2 separate regions of the Triticum aestivum genome follow, and region 1 is linked to region 2. The links are chromatin contacts, called in public Hi-C maps. All regions are on one chromosome and are shown on one strand. Each heading gives the region's core, a stretch centred on a gene start, on an enhancer-like site or on the middle of the called end of the contact. The rest is flanking DNA. Distances are from core to core; before and after follow the strand shown. Region 1 holds the start of LOC123081843. Region 2 holds the start of LOC123085484 (E3 ubiquitin-protein ligase CSU1).

Evidence for each region. A called contact is a pair of places that touch in the nucleus more often than the background predicts.
Region 1: a contact with region 2 is called in a Hi-C map of leaf, with 4 times the contacts expected there. The contact joins the promoter of LOC123081843 here to the promoter of LOC123085484 in region 2. A contact is called at or near these places in 1 of 5 Hi-C or Micro-C datasets (leaf) and 1 of 1 datasets of contacts at active chromatin or transcription factors (leaf).

What each region holds. Positions count from the first base shown.
Region 1 is chr4A:114,050,361-114,056,078 of IWGSC CS RefSeq v2.1, reverse strand. LOC123081843 reads right to left here and starts at 1,541. Exons shown (of 3, transcript XM_044504357.1): 1 at 1,103-1,541; 2 at 813-918; 3 at 390-729. The coding sequence starts at 1,312. The coding sequence ends at 614.
Region 2 is chr4A:113,762,321-113,767,642 of IWGSC CS RefSeq v2.1, reverse strand. It overlaps LOC123085484 (E3 ubiquitin-protein ligase CSU1), which reads right to left and starts at 3,811. Exons shown (of 2, transcript XM_044507117.1): 1 at 3,307-3,811; 2 at 1,857-2,634. The coding sequence starts at 3,545. The coding sequence ends at 1,959. It overlaps LOC123085487 (photosynthetic NDH subunit of lumenal location 1, chloroplastic), which reads right to left and starts at 1,252. Exons shown (of 8, transcript XM_044507120.1): 1 at 1,061-1,252; 2 at 883-979; 3 at 707-790; 4 at 488-561; 5 at 176-298; 6 at 18-89. The coding sequence starts at 1,093.

The DNA.
Region 1 (5,718 bases), core at 292-2,791, 290 kb before region 2:
GAAAGAAGAGGCGAGGGGTCCTTGTCCCGTGCAGCAGAATCCCATCACCGATTCCACGGCACTGCACACACGTATGGCGCCGGTGCAAACTTTCCTTGTTTGGACCGTTCCACGCTGGCTTCAGCGACCCAACGACAAGATGTCCCATCCCGTCACGGAGCACGTTCGTGTACACCAACTTCTCGCTGAGCATATAGCATGTTTCCTTCGTTTTCCCGTGAACATGTGTACTAGTATCTCTGGTTAGGGGAGAACAGTGTTTTTTCTGTGCAGGACAACCGTTTTTTTTTTTGCTCGTTAGAAAGAGAAGACGGAGATCCAATTACAGAATAAAGCTTTGCTTGGACGATTAGCACACAGTGGTGCCGTAGGTAATCTCCACAGAGGTATGAAAAGTCTGAACCGAGAGCTGTGGGAGATGGATACATGATGAGTACAATTACATCTGAAGAATATGGCAACAGTACGAGATGGCTTGTGATTCCTGTACATGCACCAGCACACATAGATCGTGTCGCGTTAGCTGACTTCCCGCCCCATCGATCTTCTAATTATTCGTTCTACTAAGTGCAGAATGGCTAACATCTAAGCAGCACGCATCTCCTGTTGATCATTAGGAGCTGCTGTCGCTGCTGCTGCTGCAGCTGCTTCGGCCTCCCTTTTCTGATCTCAACTGCTTGTTGTATCTGTCGAAGAACTCCTTGTTCTCCTTCTCCAGCTCTTTCCATACTGCAAGCACGCCAACTCAGCGTCAGTACAGATAAGTGTATTCCTGCTGATCAGAGGAAGTAACTGATTTGAGACGGACCGACCTGTGGAGGTGACGACCGGCTGAACGTCGGCGCGCTTGGACAGCGCCTCCATGCACTCCTCCATGCTCATCCCGAACGTCATGCACTTCTCTATCAGATGGTGAACCTGCAAATTAAAAATCCCACCTTAATTAGTTGACCAATTCTGATGTCGACGTGAGAAATCAATGTCCTGTGCATGCTGATGCTGGTGATCATCTATCTGCTAGCTAGAACTAGAAGAACCAAGGGAGCAGCAGACCAAGGTACGAATTAGGGGATGGGAAGACGACGATTGTAGTAGCACATACCATGCGGATGTAGGAGGCCGGAGAGTCGTCTCCCAGGGCCATATTGTATCTTCTTCCTCTTCCTCGATCGTAGTCGTAATCTGAGGAACCGTGTGTGTATGGGGTTGTGTGGTGATAAGGCGTGCAGAGTCGACGGGGGAGGAACCTATTTATACATGCACCATGGATGAGGACACCGCGTCGCCCGCCGGCTCCCTGGGCCGGGTCCATGGACCGGCGTGCGGCGTTTCTTCCCCCCGGCGGCGTGACTCAGCGGGCCGGCGTATGGACGTGGCGCGCGGAGGCTGGGGCCGCAAATGCGGGCGGGTGCGTTCACGTGGGCGCCGGCAGGGGATTGGAGGAGAGGCGATTCGCCGTGCGAGAGATCGGAAAGGGATGTGGAGATGGTGTGGCAAATATCTCATCCCTATCCCGTCGTAGGCTCGGCTGTCCGCTTCCAGGTCGTCCATGCCATGCCCGAAGAAGGGTCCGGGCGTAGGAAGAGGCTGGGCGGACACGCACCTCGTGCCTTCACGTGCCACCTGGCCCCGCCGGCCACGTCGCGACGGCCAACGTGGGGATTCCGGATTCCACGCCGCTCTTTTTCTTTCATTCTTTCTGGCCCCTGTGCTGTTCCCCTCGCCGGCTCGGCTCGCCTGAGGATCCTCAAGTGCAGATTCAGTCACTGGCAAATAGTGTGGTGTTGTAGTGGACGTCCCGCACGGTCGGGGTTTGTTGCGCGGTCAATTCGGTGTCATGGCGATGTGACGACGGTTCACTGTGTACTTCCACCGCAGAGAGCAGTGAGCATCGCAACCAATCAAGCAATCATACTACTCACTCACGAAGCTTGCTGAGTTGCTGTGATGGCTAGCGCTAGAGGCGACAGCGTACGGTGGATCCCGCCGTCTCCCGGTGCACAACATGCATTGCATTGCATGGATGGAGCGGGGCGTGCGACGGGGCCCAGGACGAATCGGACAGACAAAATGCTTGCGTGGTGCGCGGGCAGGGGCTTGGGGCTTACATGGCGGGGTAGCTGTCACGCATGCACGCTGCCTCCCGCGCAGATCCGTCGGCCCCAAAATTTTCATTCAAATCAATTGGTCCCGGTTCGGAGTGGCTGCTAGTGCTGCCGCGGGCAGACTTGCAGTCACGCTCGTCTGCGGTCTACTGCTCCAAGTCTTTTTTCTTGCACCAGACAACTATGCGAGCACGCATATACTCCTATTTCTTTTACTCCCTCCGTTTTTTAGTCTGCATATAAGATTTAATCAAAATCAAACTTTGTAAAAATTGACCAAGTTTATAGAGAAAAATATCAACATCTACGATACTAAAGCTATATGGTATGAAAATTAATTTCACGATGCATCTAACAATGTTGATTTCATATTGTGGATCTTGATATTTTTTCATATAAACCTAGTTAAAGTTAACAATGTTTGACTTTGACTAAATCTTGTATGCAGACTAAAAAGAAATGAATGGAGTATATGGAGTAAAGTTATTACCGAGCCCTTGCACTAGAACCTACTCCTTTAGTTAGTATAAAGTTGAGTCATCTATTTTGAAACGAAGAGAGTATGACACGAGAGACTCTGAGCTCTCCGTAGGAGGAGAGGTCGAATGAGATGGAGCGCACATGGATATATAGCAATTTCATCATAATTAAAGTGTCGAACCCTTGAAGAGCAAAAATAATGGCAGTACCAACCTCACAACTGCGTTGTCGCTGATGCAACTACTCTAACATCCAAACAGGAGTCGGGAAATACGGTAGACTACTCTAGTCGGTTGCTAGGGGAAACGATAAAAAATGAGATTAAGCGAAGTACTAGAGTGAACAAAAATAATTACTCCCTTTGATGAAAGAAAGTGTTGTGGCTTTAGTTCAAACTCAGGGGATGAAATAAACTATGAAGAGTTAATGCGATGCTTTAGATGAATAATTTTGATGTCTAAGCGCGGCCTAGTTCCGCCCGCGGCGTTGAACTATCAACTACCAACACATCATGGCTGGGTCAGTACCGTGCATTTTAGGATACATGCAATTTAACCCGTATCTTATAGTCGAAGGAATATATATTTAACATTAAAAAAGCATCAAATCATTAGCAATAAACTAAACGATCATATTTTAAGCTAACGGATGGGTCTTGTCCATCACATCATTCTTCTAATGATGTGATCCCGTTATCAATTGACAACACATGTCTATGGTTAGGAAATCTTAACCATCTTTAATCAATGAGCTAGCCTAGTAGAGTCTTATTAGGGACACGGTATTTGTTTATGTATCCACACATGTATTTAAGTTTTCAATCAATACAATTCTAGCATGAATAATAAACCTTTATCATGAATAAGGAAATATAATAATAACAAGTTTATTATTGCCTCTAGGGCATATTTTCATCAGTTTCTCACTTGCACTAGAGTCAATAATCTAGATTACATTGTAATGAATCTAACACCCATGGAGTCTTGGTGTTGATCATGTTTTGCTCGCGGAAGAGGCTTAGTCAACGGGTCCTATATTCAGATCCGTATGTATTTTGCAAATCTTTATGTCTCCAACCTTGACCTTTTCACAAATGGAGTTGAGACATCTCTTAAAGTGTTTGGTTCTCTTGTTAAACCTGGATTCCTTCGCTAAGGCAATTGCTTCAGTGTTGTCACAAAATATTTTCATTGGACCCGATGCACTGGGTATTACACCCAGATCGGATATGAACTCCTTCATCTAGACTCTTTCATGCGCTGCTTCCGAAGTAGATATGTACTCCACTTCATACATAGATCCCACCACGACGCTCTATTTGGAACTGCGCCAACTGACAGCTTCACCATTCAATATAAATACGTATCCGGTTTGTGACTTAGAGTTATTCGGATAAGTGTCAAAGCTAGCATCGACGTAACCATTTACGACGAGCTCTTCGTCACCTTCATAAATGAGAAACATATCCTTGGTCCTTTTCAGGTACTTTAGCATGTTCTTGACCGTTGTCCAGTGATCCACTCCTGGATTACTTTGATACCTCCCTATCAAATTTATGGCAAGACACACATCAGGTCTGTTACACAGCATAGCATATATGATAGAACCTATGGCTGAGGCATAGAGAACGACTTTCATTTTTTCTTTATCTTCTGTACTGGTCGGGCTTTGAGTCTGACTCAATTTCACACCTTGTAATACCGGGAAGAACCCTTTCTTTGACTGATCCATTTTAAACTTCTTCAAAACTTTGTCAAGGTATGTGCTTTGTGAAAGTCCTATTAAGCGTCTCGATCTATCCCTATAGATCTTGATGCCCAATATATAAGCAGCTTCACCGAGGTCTTTCATTGAAAAATTCTTATTCAAGTATCCTTTTATGCTATCTAGAAATTATATATTATTTCCAATCAATAATATGTCATCCACATATAATATCAGAAATGCTACAGAGCTCCCACTCACTTTCTTGTAAATACAGGCTTCTCCGTAAGCGTATATTCCAATTCTGAGATGCTTGCACCAGTCCATAGATGGATCGCTGGAGCTTGCACACTTTATTAGCACCTTTAGGATCGACAAAACCTTCTGGTTGCATCATATACAATTCTCTTTAAGAAATCCATTAAGGAATGCAGTTCTGACGTCCATTTGCCAGATTTCATAATTATAAAATGTGGCAATTGCTAACATTATTTGGACAGACTTAAGCATCTCTACGGGTGAGAAAGTCTCATCGTAATCAACTCTTTGAACTTGTCAAAAACCTTTCGCGACAATTCGAGCTTTGTAGATAGTGACATTACCATCAACATATGTCTTCTTCTTGAAGATCCATTTATTATTCTCAATGGCTTGCCGATCATCGGGCAAGTCCACCAAAGTCCATACTTTGTTCTCATACATGGATCCTATCTCAAATTTCATGGCCTCAAGCCATTTATCGAAATCTAGGCTCGTCATAGCTTCTTCATAGTTCATAGGTTCGCCATGGTCTAATAACATAACTTTCAGGACAAGATTACCGTACCACTCTGGTGCGGAACATGCTCTGGTCGACCTACGAGGTCTAGTAATAATTTGATTCGAAGTTTCATGATCATCATCATTAGCTTCCTCTCCAGTTGGTGTAGGCATCACGGGAACGGTTTTCTCTGATGTGCTACTTTCCAGTTCGAGAGAAGGTACAATTACCTCTTCAAGTTCTACTTTTCTCCCACTCACTTCTTTCGAGAGAAACTCCTTCTCTAGAAAGGACCCATTCTTGGCACCAAAGATCTTGCCTTCAGATCTGTGGTAGAAGGTGTACCCGATAGTTTCCTTAGGGTATCCTATGAAGACGCACTTCTCCGATTTGGGTTCGAGCTTATCAGGCTGAAGCCTTTTGACATAAGTGTCGCATCTCCAAACTTTAAGAAACGACAGCTTAGGTTTCTTGCCAAACCATAGTTCATACGGTGTCGTCTCAACAGATTTAGATGGTGCCCTATTTAACATGAATGCGACTCTCTCTAATGCATAACCCCAAAACTATAGTGGTAAATCGATAAGAGACATCATAGAACGCACCATATCTAATAAAGTACGGTTACGACGTTCGGACACACCATTACAATGTGGTGTTCCAGGTGGC
Region 2 (5,322 bases), core at 2,562-5,061:
TGGATGAAACGGCAAACCTCTTGCATTTCATAGATCGTTGGTATCTGGTTCGGAGCAGCGTACACTTCGGTTACCAAATTGAAGATCGCCTGAGGGAAGATGAAGCAGTGGTCAGAAGAAAGGGAAGACGAGATCTGGTCCAAAGTCCAGAAAATCCAGGCGGAAGGCTACCTACCTCATCCATTGGGCCTAGGTCACGAATGTCTGTTTTCTGAGTAGGAATGAAGGCCACACGGACAGACTGCAGCTGCACATTACGGTCCTTGAACGCTGAATCATGGCCCAAGAAGTCGAAATCCTGACATGAAGTACGCGGGGAAACAAAAGCGTTATGTGAATGAAATCCACAAGAGCCAATGACTCGAGAAAAAATAATTATTTGGCATCTGAATTGTCCTTCTTGCACACTAATTTACTACTCACATATTGGATGTAATAAGATCTTATATATGAGACGGAGGGAGTACTAGTAAACATGACAAATTACCCTCCAATCAGCTGGGTAGAGGTACGAATATCCGTCGTTTGCATCGACGTAAGAGCGGTAATTCTTTGGTACTTCTGAAATCTAGGAACAACTCCAGTTAGCATTAGCTCACACAATCCTACTGTACATGGGGATGCTAATATTTAACAAGCTGATAACTTGCATAGTTGCATATCGCCTGCCATGGAGGTGAAACTGAACAATTAACAATGGGCATACCTTCAGCATCTGCAGAGCTGCTGTTTAACAGGACAGTGGATAATGCCCCAGCACCAAGCAGTGCCAATCTCCTTTTTGTGACCTCTATAGTAAGGTCAGGAAGGGAGATTCTATCAACAATTTTTCCTGTGCCAACCTTTAAAAACACATTGAGATGAACAGCACACGAGAATTACTCTTCTCATCCGAGGATGCTTCGCTCGAGCTCGCGTTCACCACCGAAGGGGGAGCCCCGTTCAGCCTGGCAGTGGCCGTGCAGTTCGGCGCAATCAACTGAAGACAACACCGGGTTCTGAGTCCAGGAACGAAATCAAGAGAAGGATGATAACAGGGTTCATTAAAGCACATACGTACCTGTTTGGATATCAAGCTCTGTAGGCTTGCCATTTCACCTTGAGTGGAGCTCTGATCCTAGCCTGCCCCAGGTTGGTTGGCTATCTGTTGCTGCTGGAGCTGGACTGTGGTCCGTAAGCTTCTCCATGTGTTGCGTGCGTGGGTGGAAGCCAAGGCTGCCAGGTCAGCGTTTCCATTATCCTTTTCAAAACCTTTTGTTTCTTTGTTTTGTGCTGGCCATCGGCTGACAAAAGGGGACCATTCATTCCCTTCTGATGGATAGTACTAGAAAAACAGCAAAATCGTCTTATATTTTGGGACGGAGGTTGTAGTTCATAACTTGGTCGGTTTTGGTTTGTTTCCTGTGGTGATTTTGTCGAGATATGTCTGACCTAACGCATTCTCCATTTCCTGTGGTTTAACTACATAGATGGAGACATAATCTGTAGAGATGCAAAAGTCATCTCACCACAGAATTTGCAGAAATGGAAAAGCCATCTCACTGCAAAGGGATATGCTACAGACTTATAGTACTGCTTACCACTAGGGACTCTTTGGATTGCAGATTTTTTTTATCCTTCCAGAAGTTCCAAAGAGGCCCTAAGTTCTGAATGTGGACAAAGCATGATGGTACAAGGAAAACGAATATTTGCTCTTACAGCAAGGTTTGCTCATGCAGAATCTCCAGTGTGACAACATATAAAACTAGTAAGACAGTCAAGCGCCAAAGAAATCCTTAGATACTGCATCAGAGCAAAACCACAAGCACGATATCACTTGGATGAAAAACCTGAGTATCGTTTGTTCCAGATCATACTTATCAAAAAGATATCAAAACATTTAAAAATTCCAGGTTACATATATTCGTGCCACAACGATAACTGACAGCATTATACAACAACAGTTACATAATTGAAGGCTATGCCTTAGGAGCAGGCTTCACCAATCCTAGCCCAGAACCACTCCCTAAATGCTTGAAGTTCTTTGCCTCTAGGTGGTCATCGTGTGCGGCGAAACCCGTTCCTCCTTTTTCTAAATTAATCAAATTCCTCTCTTTGCACGGTTTGCTGCACATTAAGCAGACCTTATCTGTTGCTATGAACTTGTCCGAGCACTTCTTGCAGAAGACATGGCCACAGGTGCTGATCGCCACCAGGGACATTGTGTTTGTGAGATTGGACTTGCAGCTGGGGCAGATGTAGCTTTTCTCCACTGACTTACTGCTCTTCTGACGAGCGTTCTCCTCGGTGAAAGAAATAGGGAAGAGTGATTTCAGCTTGAGCTTCTCCTGCCCCTCGGGACAGATTGTGTCAGTAGAAGGAGCATCTACCTTGACAGTGGCTTCGGGTGTAGCTGACGGAAGCCAAAACGCCTTCATGGTGCGTAGGGCTTCCTCTTCAAAGGAGGTAGTCTTCACACTGTTGGCTCCATGAAAACCATTCTTGTCTTGGGAACCGCTGCGATCATAGTACTGGGGGACTGCTCCATGATTCTGCTGATCAAAAGCATCCAACTCCTTGGATTTTTGCAGCACCAGCTTCTCCTCCTCCTCTTCCTTCTCTTGCTTTTTCTGGGAATCATGAGCTATAAGCTTGCTGGAAGAAGGAAAAACACTCAGAAATCCATACCTTTTATTTGGTTGAACAAGCAAGCAGATAACTTAAGGGCAAGTATAGCAATTTCGAATGTCCACTAAGAACAGGAATATAGATTCAAACTACTTCAGTGATCAATTGCTGAAATGTTGATGACAAATGGCATGGGGAAGTATCAGTCTTATGGACACCGAAACTGTACTAATTTACTATATACTAGTAGAAATTCAATGATGAAGCAAGATCATTTTCTCTTGAAATTCAGGGATAACTACTATACTGTAGCTAGTACTAGCAACATAACACCACCGATCCAAACACTTCACCATGACAAATGCCCATCCCAGGATCGAATTTCAATTGCCGCCCCAAATTCTCATACATGGCGCGACCTCCAGTGCCACAAAACTAAAACACCGTGCTAAAAGAGTTCTCATAGTACCAAGGAAAATGGCAAGCTACGATAAGTCCAACAAGCCCTATCCATGAGGAACCCTACAATCCTAGGAGCAGGAATGCACATTTAAGCCCGCACCGCATCTGAGCACAATCATACCAATTCCACAATCCTCGCTAACAAATTGCAAATTCCCTGGAATTAACCAGTCCTTGGATGACCAAGCAAAGAAGGAATCAGGACCCAATAAAAAAAAAGGAACAACGAGCTGGTACCGCTTGATGTCCTTCTTCTGCGCGAGGAGGCACTCGAGGATGCACTCCTTGCAGAAGGTGTGGCCCTTGGGGCAGGCGAGCGGGTCGATGAGCGGCTTGAGGCAGAGGCAGCAGGCGTCGAAGGGCTTGATGGAGTCCTTGCCGAGCCGCTCCCGCTGGGTGCCGTACCCGAGCTTCCGCTTCTCCTCGTAGGTGAAGAAGGCGAGGTCGTTGTTGTTCTTCGAGTGCCGCTGCGGCATCTTCGCTGCGCTTCACCTTCGTCTGCCCCTTCCGGCCGGCGGGTGGGAGGCGCGGGCACGAGGAGGAAGGCGATGCGGCCCTGCTCTGGGGTGGGTTGCCGAAGTGTTAACCCTAGATTTGACGGGGAGGAGAAGTCGGCGAGGTGATGGTTTGATCGGGTGGAGTGGAGACGAAGGGCGGATCGGGCTGGGACTTGGGTAGTTGGGCTCGGTTCGGTTCCGTGTCTGGATCGGGCTGGGATTTGTGGGAGTCTCTCAGGGTTCTCTGACCGGCCCGTGTCATTTGACTTATGGGCCGGTGCGAGTTTCAGACTTTCCATTGCAAGCTCTTCCCCAAATATAAGGGATACTTTGGTTTTGTTTCCACCAACTTTTGCAATCGACCCTAAAAAAAACTTTTGCAATCAACAACGTGTTTGACCTGGAGTAGTAATTAAGAGGTACCCTGCAAAATCATTTCAACCTCCTCTTGTAGTGATAAGTACCACAACCACTTGTCGTAACTATTGTGTTTTGATAGGATTTCTTTCAACATGGAGGGGCGATGGGTGGTTTGTTTGTGCATTTTCCATATATTTGATTTTTGATTTATTATCTCTCGAACCATGTGTCAAATCACAAAAAAAATATCCATGTTGCTTTTCTCACGTCGAGGTCCTTGAAACTAGATCCTATTGATATGTTTTGACAAACTTTTTCTAGTCAAAATTTGTGCTCCGAAACTGTACTAACCCCGACTTCATGACTGTACTAACCTCGTGCTTCGAAATGGTACTAAACCATTCTTCATTAAAAAAAGACGGTTTGTGCTTTCGTGCGAGAAGCATAGTTGTGCTTCATATGGAATCATACCTACGATTCACGCATAAGAGAAGCACGGTTTATGCTTTCACACGAGAAGCATAGCTGTTCTTCGCAAAATCACATCGTGCTTTCACACGAGAAGCATAGTTGTGCCTCCTGCGGAATCATACCTACGATTCATGTGGAAGCACACTTGTCTGTCGCTTTTCGCAGAAGCACAATTATGTTTTCACGCACACGGAAGCACGCCCGTGCTTCACTTCTAGGGAAGCATAGAAGCACAATTGTGCTTTCACGCAGAAGCACAATTGTGCTTCACATGAAAACACATTTGTGCTTCACTTTTTGAGGAACAACTTCTACACTTTCACGCGGAAGCACAACTGTGCTTCATGCGATAACACATCAATCTGGAGAACCACATTTGTGCTTTCACACAAGAAGCACAATTGTGCTTCACATTAAAACACAACTGTGCTTCATGCGTAAGCACACCTGTGATCCATGCTCATAACAGAAAGAAATCAAAGAAACAAGGAAAAACCCCCAAAAAACAAAAATACCCCCCCAAACATCTCGATGGGGGAAGCGTCCAGTGTGACACATGGCACGCCGGGACACACCACATGGCGCGTTGGGGTGCTCCTGCACCAGGAAAGGCGCCCCGCGAGGGGGAACCCCTCCAATTAGTTGCTCTGAGTTCTTTTTTTTACACTTTAAACCCTCTTTTTATAGATTGGTGATAACAACATTATTGACAAGAAAGGAAATTAAGACCCTATTCAGAATTCCACCGGGTCCGCGAAATCTCAGGAGCTGTGGAGCTAGGAAATAGGTGCTCCACGATTTTCAACTGTAACTCCACCAGCTCTGGGAGTGGAGTTGTGGAGTGGAGGTACTCCGAACAAAGCCTAAACCCCGAGGGGCATCATCTAACCATACACTAGGATTCTCAAATCTAGCAAGATGAGCT